Linked DNA regions of Zea mays: region 2 is linked to region 1. The links are chromatin contacts, called in public Hi-C maps. All regions are on one chromosome and are shown on one strand. Each heading gives the region's core, a stretch centred on a gene start, on an enhancer-like site or on the middle of the called end of the contact. The rest is flanking DNA. Distances are from core to core; before and after follow the strand shown.

The links. A called contact is a pair of places that touch in the nucleus more often than the background predicts.
Region 2: a Hi-C map of leaf shows a contact between it and region 1, with 4 times the contacts expected there. The contact joins two enhancer-like sites. A contact is called at or near these places in 2 of 25 Hi-C or Micro-C datasets (leaf and tassel).

What each region holds. Positions count from the first base shown.
Region 1 is chr9:86,027,723-86,031,942 of Zm-B73-REFERENCE-NAM-5.0, reverse strand. No RefSeq gene overlaps it. Among protein-coding and RNA genes, the nearest start is that of LOC100274875, 100 kb to the left of the region's middle. Within about 2 kb of position 2,137, at least 13 of the 20 cell types and tissues checked have an H3K27ac peak or open chromatin away from gene starts, as enhancers often do. A contact at or near this core is called in leaf, where this site is marked.
Region 2 is chr9:85,815,039-85,819,677 of Zm-B73-REFERENCE-NAM-5.0, reverse strand. No RefSeq gene overlaps it. Among protein-coding and RNA genes, the nearest start is that of LOC103638620, 5.6 kb to the right of the region's middle. Within about 2 kb of position 1,692, at least 10 of the 20 cell types and tissues checked have an H3K27ac peak or open chromatin away from gene starts, as enhancers often do. A contact at or near this core is called in leaf, where this site is marked.

The DNA.
Region 1 (4,220 bases), core at 888-3,387:
TAATCACTAAAATCTTCCGAGAACTATATCTTTTGAACCATATCTCCGATTTCAATGGTTCTCGGGCCCATGAATAGCGGTGAGGTCACGAGAAATTTGAAGACTGGCTTGGAGAAGTACTTGGGAATCTCAAGTCTACGGCAAGTTGTGCCCTTGATCACTCTTCTTTACCCAATAATGTCCTATTAATCACTGTGGCATGCTCAGGTTAATTTGATGGGACCCGATAGGTTTCTTAGGCTCTTAGCATTGTTTATCCCACACCTTGCAAATAAAAGAACTATTGGGTAGAGTTGTTATTGCTCTACCTGGTTTTGGAAAATTAATGTTATATTATGATCATGTTACAATTATGTTGTTGTTTTAATTATTGTTTATGATAAGATCATCATGTTAATTGGAACATGAAGAACCACCCGAAAAAACAGTGTTACCACAAGGGTAGAATAGGACGCCCTTGGCCAAGTAATTAGGAAAGCTAGGGAGAGATTACTTTACCCGAAAGGGCGACCGGGGAGGCGTCGCTGCAGAGTATAGGGGGTTCTCGGGTCGAACTGCTGCGATGGCATTTCAGATGAGGGATTCATATGCTTCCTTCTTCCTGAATCTGTAGCAGGTTTTCTTAAACTAGTGGAACTTTGGAAAGGCCTCGCAGTGGATCCCTAGTCATTCACCTTGGAAGTGTCTAAGGATCTAGCTAACCCTGGCTAATCAGGAAACACGCCTTGTAGGTAAAGATACACAACATCTGTAGAGTGCAAAACTGGTATATTAGTCGTGCTCACGGTAATGAGCGGCTCGGACACTCACATTAGTAATTTATGAAACTAAATTTGTCGTATGCATTGTATTGTGGGTGTTTTTATTAATTGTGATATCTTATTTAATTGGGTTGGTATCTAATTATACTTGGTAACTGCTAATAAAATTTTGACCAACTTTAAAAGCAATGCTCAGCTTTAACTATCTCCTTTGGTAAGTCTTACACTTCACATGAGCCCCACTGTAAGTGAGCTCATCCACATTGTTCCCCACAACTTGTTGAGCGATCAACGAATGTGACCTCACCCTTGTTGTACTCACATCCCTCAGGTCAAGAATAGGTACCCAAGATAAGGAGCATGAAGGATGTTGTGATGAGTTTGTGAGAGGTCTAGACCGCCGCCTCTCAGTCAACTTAGATTGCTGGATTATTGTCTTCGTATGATGTAATTATTTAGTTATTTTGTATAGAACTCATATTATATAGTAAAAGATGTGACATCCGTTTTTGTACCATGACTCATCATATGTGTGAGACTTGATTCTATCACACATTTGACATTCGCCCGGGTTTGGCCTCCTAAATCCGGGGGAGCCATTGGCAATTTTGCCATTATCATTTGTGGGCTTCGCCAATATGCCATCGGACCCACAAATCATAGACACAGACGGTCCCACCAGTCATAGACACAGGATGGCATAATAACAGACAGCCAAAATTGAGAGTGGCAAAATAGCAAATTTCTCAAATCCGGGGGTGACATTCAGATTGATAGATAAACTTATGTTGTAGTGAGTTTGCAGGAGTAGGTTTCTTTTGCTGCAGGTTATCCTGGACAGTTTGTCTAAACTTTACTATATTTCTGTTATGGAAATATAGAAATGGGGTAATCTTCTTATCAAAAAAAAATGTAACATGTGGGTTTCTTCAAACAGTGATATGTCATGTTAATTATGAAAATGTCATTAAAATGTTTTCAGAATGGCTAATCGATTCTCATCGCTAGAGGAGCAATCAGCCCGATTAATCGCCTTCTGAATCCTAAGTTCTAAATCGAGCAAGTTGCAGGTGACATGACTGGGGACTAGGGACTCGGATCACAAATTCACAACGAGGACTAGGGTCTAGGGACTTGGGGAGTGATATGAGCACAGCCCACAGCTTCCATGACGGGGCGCACCCAACACATGAGCACTATAGGCAAGTCACCGGTGAACAAGGAGTCGAGGTCTGCGGAGAAGAGGTCAGCTACTGTAGGACCAAGGAGTGGGCACACTGGGGACCAAGGAGGGGGCGCCGATGGCGCACCGCTGTCTCTGTGCTCTACTGCTCTAGTGTCTGGTCTAGGGTTCTTCAATCTCCAGGCTATGTGATGCTCTACTACTCTCGTGTGTGGGCTAAGCTCTGCGTATAGGAAAGGTCAAGTGGGTTGCACTGGTCCAATATGAATGCTAACAAAAAACGAAGTGGGCCGAAATTGAAAATTCCCAAACGCGGGCAAACTGATCGTCCGCGACCTGATCGAACGACTAATCATGATTAAATGACGATTAATCGGATGATCAGGTTTCTAATCACTCTGATTGTGTCGCTATTGTTTATCGATCGAGTGCACAATTGTGATCAGTCAATTAATCGCTATTAATGAGACGATATGAAAACATTGATGACATTGCTATTATTTAATTAAGAATCTTATAAACATTAAGAATTAACATATACACAAAAATAAGTTAGTTGCTTTGCATATGAACCAATCTTCAGTTTGCATGGTTTATGAACTAACGAGCTGTATGTTTTGAAGTTAGTAGATGTTAAATCAATGCATGCATAGTAGTACTATAAAATTGAACATACCCTCAAAGAAAATTAAATCGTCATATTTCTGAGTAGAAATGAGACTCACAAGTTGTTCAAATTTAAATGCTTTAGAAATATAATTTCAACTGGCAGGGCGCAGTTTCGCCAATATAGCTTTAGTAAGGAAAGTGTTGGTTCTCTTGGCAGCTCTCTCAAGTAAAACCCTCTGATGCTTACATTCATGCCAACACTTTGATAAGAAGCACAGCAGAAAGTTGCCAAATTTCAATGACCTCGGGAACTCTGATGCCCGGTCATCAATCACAGAAATTAGCTCATTAACGGTGCTTGGTGTCAAGTAAATATCTTGACTAAGAATGTTGTAAAATAGTGCAAACAGAGATTCCGTCCACACCAAATGAGTACCGATATTCTCCATATGCTGAGGCATACAGATTGGTTTCCTCTCTTGCTCCTTTCCTGAAAGCAGCCTATGGCAGAAAGCAGTAACTTGCAGTGGATGCATGCATTCCTTGATAATACGTGTTAACACATCACACTGGGGAACATTTAGGCCGCCCTTTCTAAGAACCAGTGGAAAGAGTACAGCTTCCAGTGCTGCAGCTGGGTGGCGCTTGCAGAGACCCAATGCAGTGGAAAGGAGAACGGATGAAGCTGGTCTTTGAAGCTCCAGTAACTGTGGTAAGAAAACAGAACACAGAACAAGTGCTGGTCCTTTTCCATCCACCCCATCTTCCTCAAGCACTAAATTGGAAAGCAAGACCCTCAGAGTGTCATCGTCAGCTTCCCACGGCTGTACTAAGCTAAGCACTCCTGCAGCATTCCTGGACTCAACGCAAAGGTCCTGCAAATCCTTCGCCACCCGCCGGGCCGCCAAGACAGATTCCACTGTCACAATCTCCTTCTGCAGAGCCACGACTCTCTGCATGATTGAGTCCTCAAGCGGAGGAGCTTGAGGAGGAAGAACACGTCCAGCCTCCTGCATCTCCACGTCCTCGTTTTGCACCAACACCAAGTTCTCCAACCCAATCCCGTCCGAACCATACTCACCGCCACGACCAGCACGGGTCCCGCACCCGCTACCCATCAAGCTCCGGCAATCAACAGGGAGCCACGGCAAGACCGGATGCGCCCGCGCGCCCGCTTCTTGAAGCCACGTTGGCGGATCGTGAAACCCATCGATAAACTCCTCGGAGGCAACACCAGGGACGCCTTCCTCTTCAGGCAATCCGTCGATCAGATGACGGGCGCCGCGGAGGACCCATAGTCCATACAGGCCATGTGGAGCGGAGAGGACACGGGCTGCGAGGGTACGGAGGAGGTGCGGATCGAGGAGGCCAGCAGAGGAGACGAGGAAGGAGAGCGCCTGGGACTGAAGGAAGGGAGGTAGGGTCTGGAAGAGGATGGCGGCCGTGGGGTCGGAGGCCGGGAGCGTGGGCGCTGGCGAGAGAAGGAGGCGCAGGAGCGCGGCGGCCGAAGGAGGCGCGCTGGGGCAGTCTCCAGAGGAAGGGGAAGAGGAGAAGGCGGCGGCGTTGGCGGCGGGGGAGGTGAGGAGGTGGCGGAACAGCGCCAGCCACTGCTCCATTTCACCATTTGAGAGTGGCGGGAATTTTCCCACGTTTTTTGTTCGGATAGG
Region 2 (4,639 bases), core at 443-2,942, 210 kb after region 1:
GTGGGGTCCGGCCGGCATTCCAGGCTGCCATGCATTCCCAAGTCCCAACCCGAAGACAGAGAATACCACCACCACAGCAATTGAGAACCATGAGACTACCCCTCATAGTTTGGCCGCATGCAGCTAAGCCGGCAACTCCAGCTCATCAGCTGAATATATCCATGGATCTGGGCAATTTGGCATTGTGGTTAGATCTAATAATACATATATAGTGTCGTCGTGTCAATCCACAAGGTTTGCCTCTATTAATTGCAGCTTTCAGCAGTCCGAACAACTGACATTAAGCTGAAGCAAACAACCTTGTTCACGTTTATCTAATGTGATTTTTCTATAGTTAAGGCTTGTTCATTTCATCGTTAATCTATGTGAATTAGGTGGTATTGAGTCGATTTAAATTCATCGCAAGTTAAAATTCATCTCAATCCATTTCAATACACTCTAAGGCCATGTATGTGGTCTCCTACATGTGCATCTATCACTGGATATACATCAGGATGCGTTCACAATTAATATGTTGCTGATGATATGATCCGGCGAATCAGGATAGGAAGGGACGATGACAATGTTCAGAAACTAGATATATAAGGGATGATAGGGTCCAAGATATGAAGGGGCGTGAAATTAGGGTCAATTAAGATATGAACGGAGCCGCCAGCTACGCTGCACATTGTAGGCAAGCTAGCATCGAACGAGTTGGTGCATGCAGTTGGGGAAATAGTTGGCTAGATAAGATTGTGAGAGACACATCAACTTGCTGTTTGGATTGACAAGTGAAGCGACAGATCCTGCTGGACGGCATGAGATCATGTGTAGGCAACCAAAAGTCTATATGTACGTTTCTTGCTTGCTTGAGCAAGACGCATCGATTCATTCCTATGTCACTCATCAGCCTGCACGCTTCCGGCTGAAGGCTATCCGCTATCAGCGTCAGCCTATCACCAATCATATACAGAAATCTGTTTTTTTTTCTCTTGGATCGAGTATATATCCGTTTTTTTATCCTCAAACTGCTGAAGAAAAAATGAATGGAACATGCATTTTTCTCTCACTCACTGATAAACTGAAGTTGTCACTTAACTCTTCCAGGACCAGGTAAAATTTGAAGACATTTAAATTGTACGTGGGCATATAATTACCCACTGATAAAGCGAATGACTGTAACAGTGGACGGGGAGCTTCTGTTGCTAGGTGGAATAACAAAGCGAGCAAGAGTGCTGAAAGGTGATAGCAACCCCTCAACAGCACTGCACCAACTCGATCTCAACCTGGCTCTTTTTTCTTTCTTTGTTTCTTTATTTATTTGGAGGCATCTTGTTGTGTACTGTACCTACCAAATACACTAACTAACCATCTCGGTGACCGTGGTCGAGTCTTGACATCAACAACACCTATCAATCATATCATCGTTTTGACTACGTCTTTAATTTGCCATCGATCCTAATGCGTCGGCCATTGATAGATCTTGGTAGCTGGGAAACAAATCATATTTGAGCTCGAACGGCATCACGATATATATAAATTCTTCAAAAGATTCAACCAAGGGACTGTCCACGTTTTCCTATATATATCAGCTGAAAAATATAACCTAGCTATAAAGTTTTCGTGCAACTAATCAACAACACGAAAGGAAAGGAAATTGACAAAAAGGATAGTTGTCCCCTTTCTCTCTCCTGTACTCCTGGTCTGTTCATACTTCCCGATCACATGGACAGCGAGGCGCCTGGATGCGATGTCTGAGATGCAATGTCCTCGATCGAGAGAGGAACAAAAGGTCAAAGGCGACAATCAATACCAACCTTAACTCAAGGAAAGAGAAACAGAGCTTGTCTGGTACAAGTTCTCGATTCTGAAAAGGTAAATCTTCTGAAATTTAGTTTAGTTCCCCTAACTAAAGTTTAGCTCCCTAACTAAAGCTTAGTTCGTGTCAAATCAAATATTTAAATATTAATTAGTAAGTATTTAATATAAGCTTAATTAGGTTTAATAAATTTATCTCATCTTTTAGTCATCATCTATATAATTAGTTTTATAAGAATCAAATTGAAGTACTAAGTACAACAATTAGCTTAAATCAAGGCTTGGAAGGTCATATTTTGGATAAGATAAACCTTGAGGAGTTCATAAGTTTGGATAAGTTCTAAATGCCATTAGGAACATACTTGAGCACCTTAGAAGGATTAGATATTTATATTTTTAGAAAATGTGCATTTGAAACCGAGTTTGAGCCGAAACAAGAATCTGAATTGGATGAAGCAAAGAAGTGAAGAACTATGATTTACATTAGTTGGACAAACTCTAGATAAGTTTGTCTAAGTCATCGGAATCTAAGTTAGATAAAGGTGTCGACCATTCACAAACATCACTTCTGTAGCATTCTCGCCTCTAGGTAGACTCTAAAGGTATAACAACGCTGAAGCCTACGTGTTAAAAATAAACTCCTTTAATGTACATGTGTACTCTATGTCTTTAATTATTTATACATATGAACACATGAGCTTTGTACTGTTGATTAATTTTATGAAATCATATTTTATTGATTGAAGGATAAGCTTCTCACACGTATTTATGAAGAATGTTATGAAACCCGGACCACACCTCCCCTCGCAACCTTCGAAAGGGAGGAGGATATAATAATTTAATCATGTTGTCGTGTTGTTATTATTTCAGAATTTTGACAAGTCCCAAATAGTGCATAAAACATGTTATTCAAATAAATGGAACAACATTTGTTCTTAATTATTATCTTATAACCATCATCTTTCTCTATACATGAAGAAGATATAATGTTCTTACATAAAGCTAGAATATAATAATAATTATTTGATTACAAAATTGATGTTGAGCGTAATGAAAATGATAAATGTCAGTGGCCAGTGTAACAACCTTTGCTCCATTGCCAACGCACATATTCAACTCTGTTTCTTGCAAATTTTCTAGGCATTTTTAGTCCCTACAATGATTTGCATGTATGAATCATCGATCCAGTATCAAATACCCATGATCACTTGAGTAAATAATAAAATTAATTTTAATAACATATATACTTAAAGTAGAAGTCTCACTTTCCTTTTTTTTCTTTTCTTCCAAGTATATCGTGCATTTCTTAGACCAACACCCAAGTTTGCAAAGGGCCACACTTGGGCATTGCATTTGGTTTTGAGATCTCATCTTTAGCCTTGGCCTTGCCCTTCTAAAGTATTTTTGCCTCTTGCTATCCTTCTAAACCATCATCACATGATTAGAGTTCTTTTAATGCTCTACTTGGCTATCTTAAGCATACCAGCGAAGGTCTTCTCCATGTTATTCATGTAAAAGTTCAAAATGAAAGGCTCAAAGCTTGGACAAAGAGACTAGAGGATCACGTCTATAGCTAGCTTATCAAGAAGAGTAAAACCAAGTGCGTCCAGGCTCTTAATGTAACCTGTCATCTTTATTACCTAACGATAGGCTAGATTTCCTTCAGTTATATTGCATAAAAATAGGGATACGAGGATCTCATATTTCTGAATCCTTGTTTGGTTCAAGAATATGCCATGGAGTCTCACAATCATAGTGTGGTTGAAAGTCGCCTAGAGGGGGGTGGATAGGCGAAATCTGAAAATTATAAACTTAAGCACACACTATAAGCCGGGGTTAGCGTTAGAATGAATATTAAGTCCGGGAGAGAGGGGGAAAACAAATGAACCAAGAAATAAAGCGGATGAACACGGTGATTTGTTTTACCGAGGTTTGGTTCTAAAGAACCTAGTCCCCGTTGAGGTGGTCACAAAGACCGGGTCTCTTTCAACCCTTTCCCTCTCTCAAACGGTCACTTAGACCGAGTGAGGCTTCTTCCTTAATCTCACAGGTCACTTAGACCCCGTAAGGATCACCACACAATTGGTGTCTCTTGCCTCGCTTACAAAGCACTTGAGAGTAAGAAGTGAGAAAGAAAAGAAAGCCAAGCCAAGCAAACAAGAGCAACAAAAAACACAAGTGATCCTCTCACAAGTCCTAATGCACTATAATTGAATTGAGGACTTTGATCGGATCGGTGGCTTTGATTTGTGTCTTGGAGTGTTGCACTTTGCTCTTGCATTGAATGGAGAGTGATGAATGCTTGGATGGTTGGAGTGGAGGTGGTTAGGGGGTATTTATAGCCCTCAACCACGAAAACAACCGTTGGGGTGGCTACTGTTGATGGGCGCACCGGACAGGTACTGTTCACTGTCCGGTGCGCCTCTGGCGGCTGCTCTGACTTCCGCGCGAACTGTCCGCGCACTGTAGCGTTTGCAGGTGTCCATTGCAGTCGACCGTTGCGCTGATAGCCGTTGCTCCGCTGGTGCACGGACAGTCCGGTGGTACACTGGACAGTCCAGTGAATTATAGCGGAGCGGCACTGGAGAAACCCGAAGGTGAAGAGTTTGGTGTTGTACGGTCCTGGTGCACCGGACACTGTCCGGTGGCACACCGGACAGTCCGGTGCGCTAGACCAGGACACTCTTTGGTTTCTTTGCTCCTTTGTTTTTGAACCCTAACTTCGATCTTTTATTGGTTTGTGTTGAACCTTTATGCACCTGTGGAATATATAATCTAGAGCAAACTAGTTAGTCCAATTATTTGTGTTGGGCATTCAACCACCAAAATTTATTTATAGGAA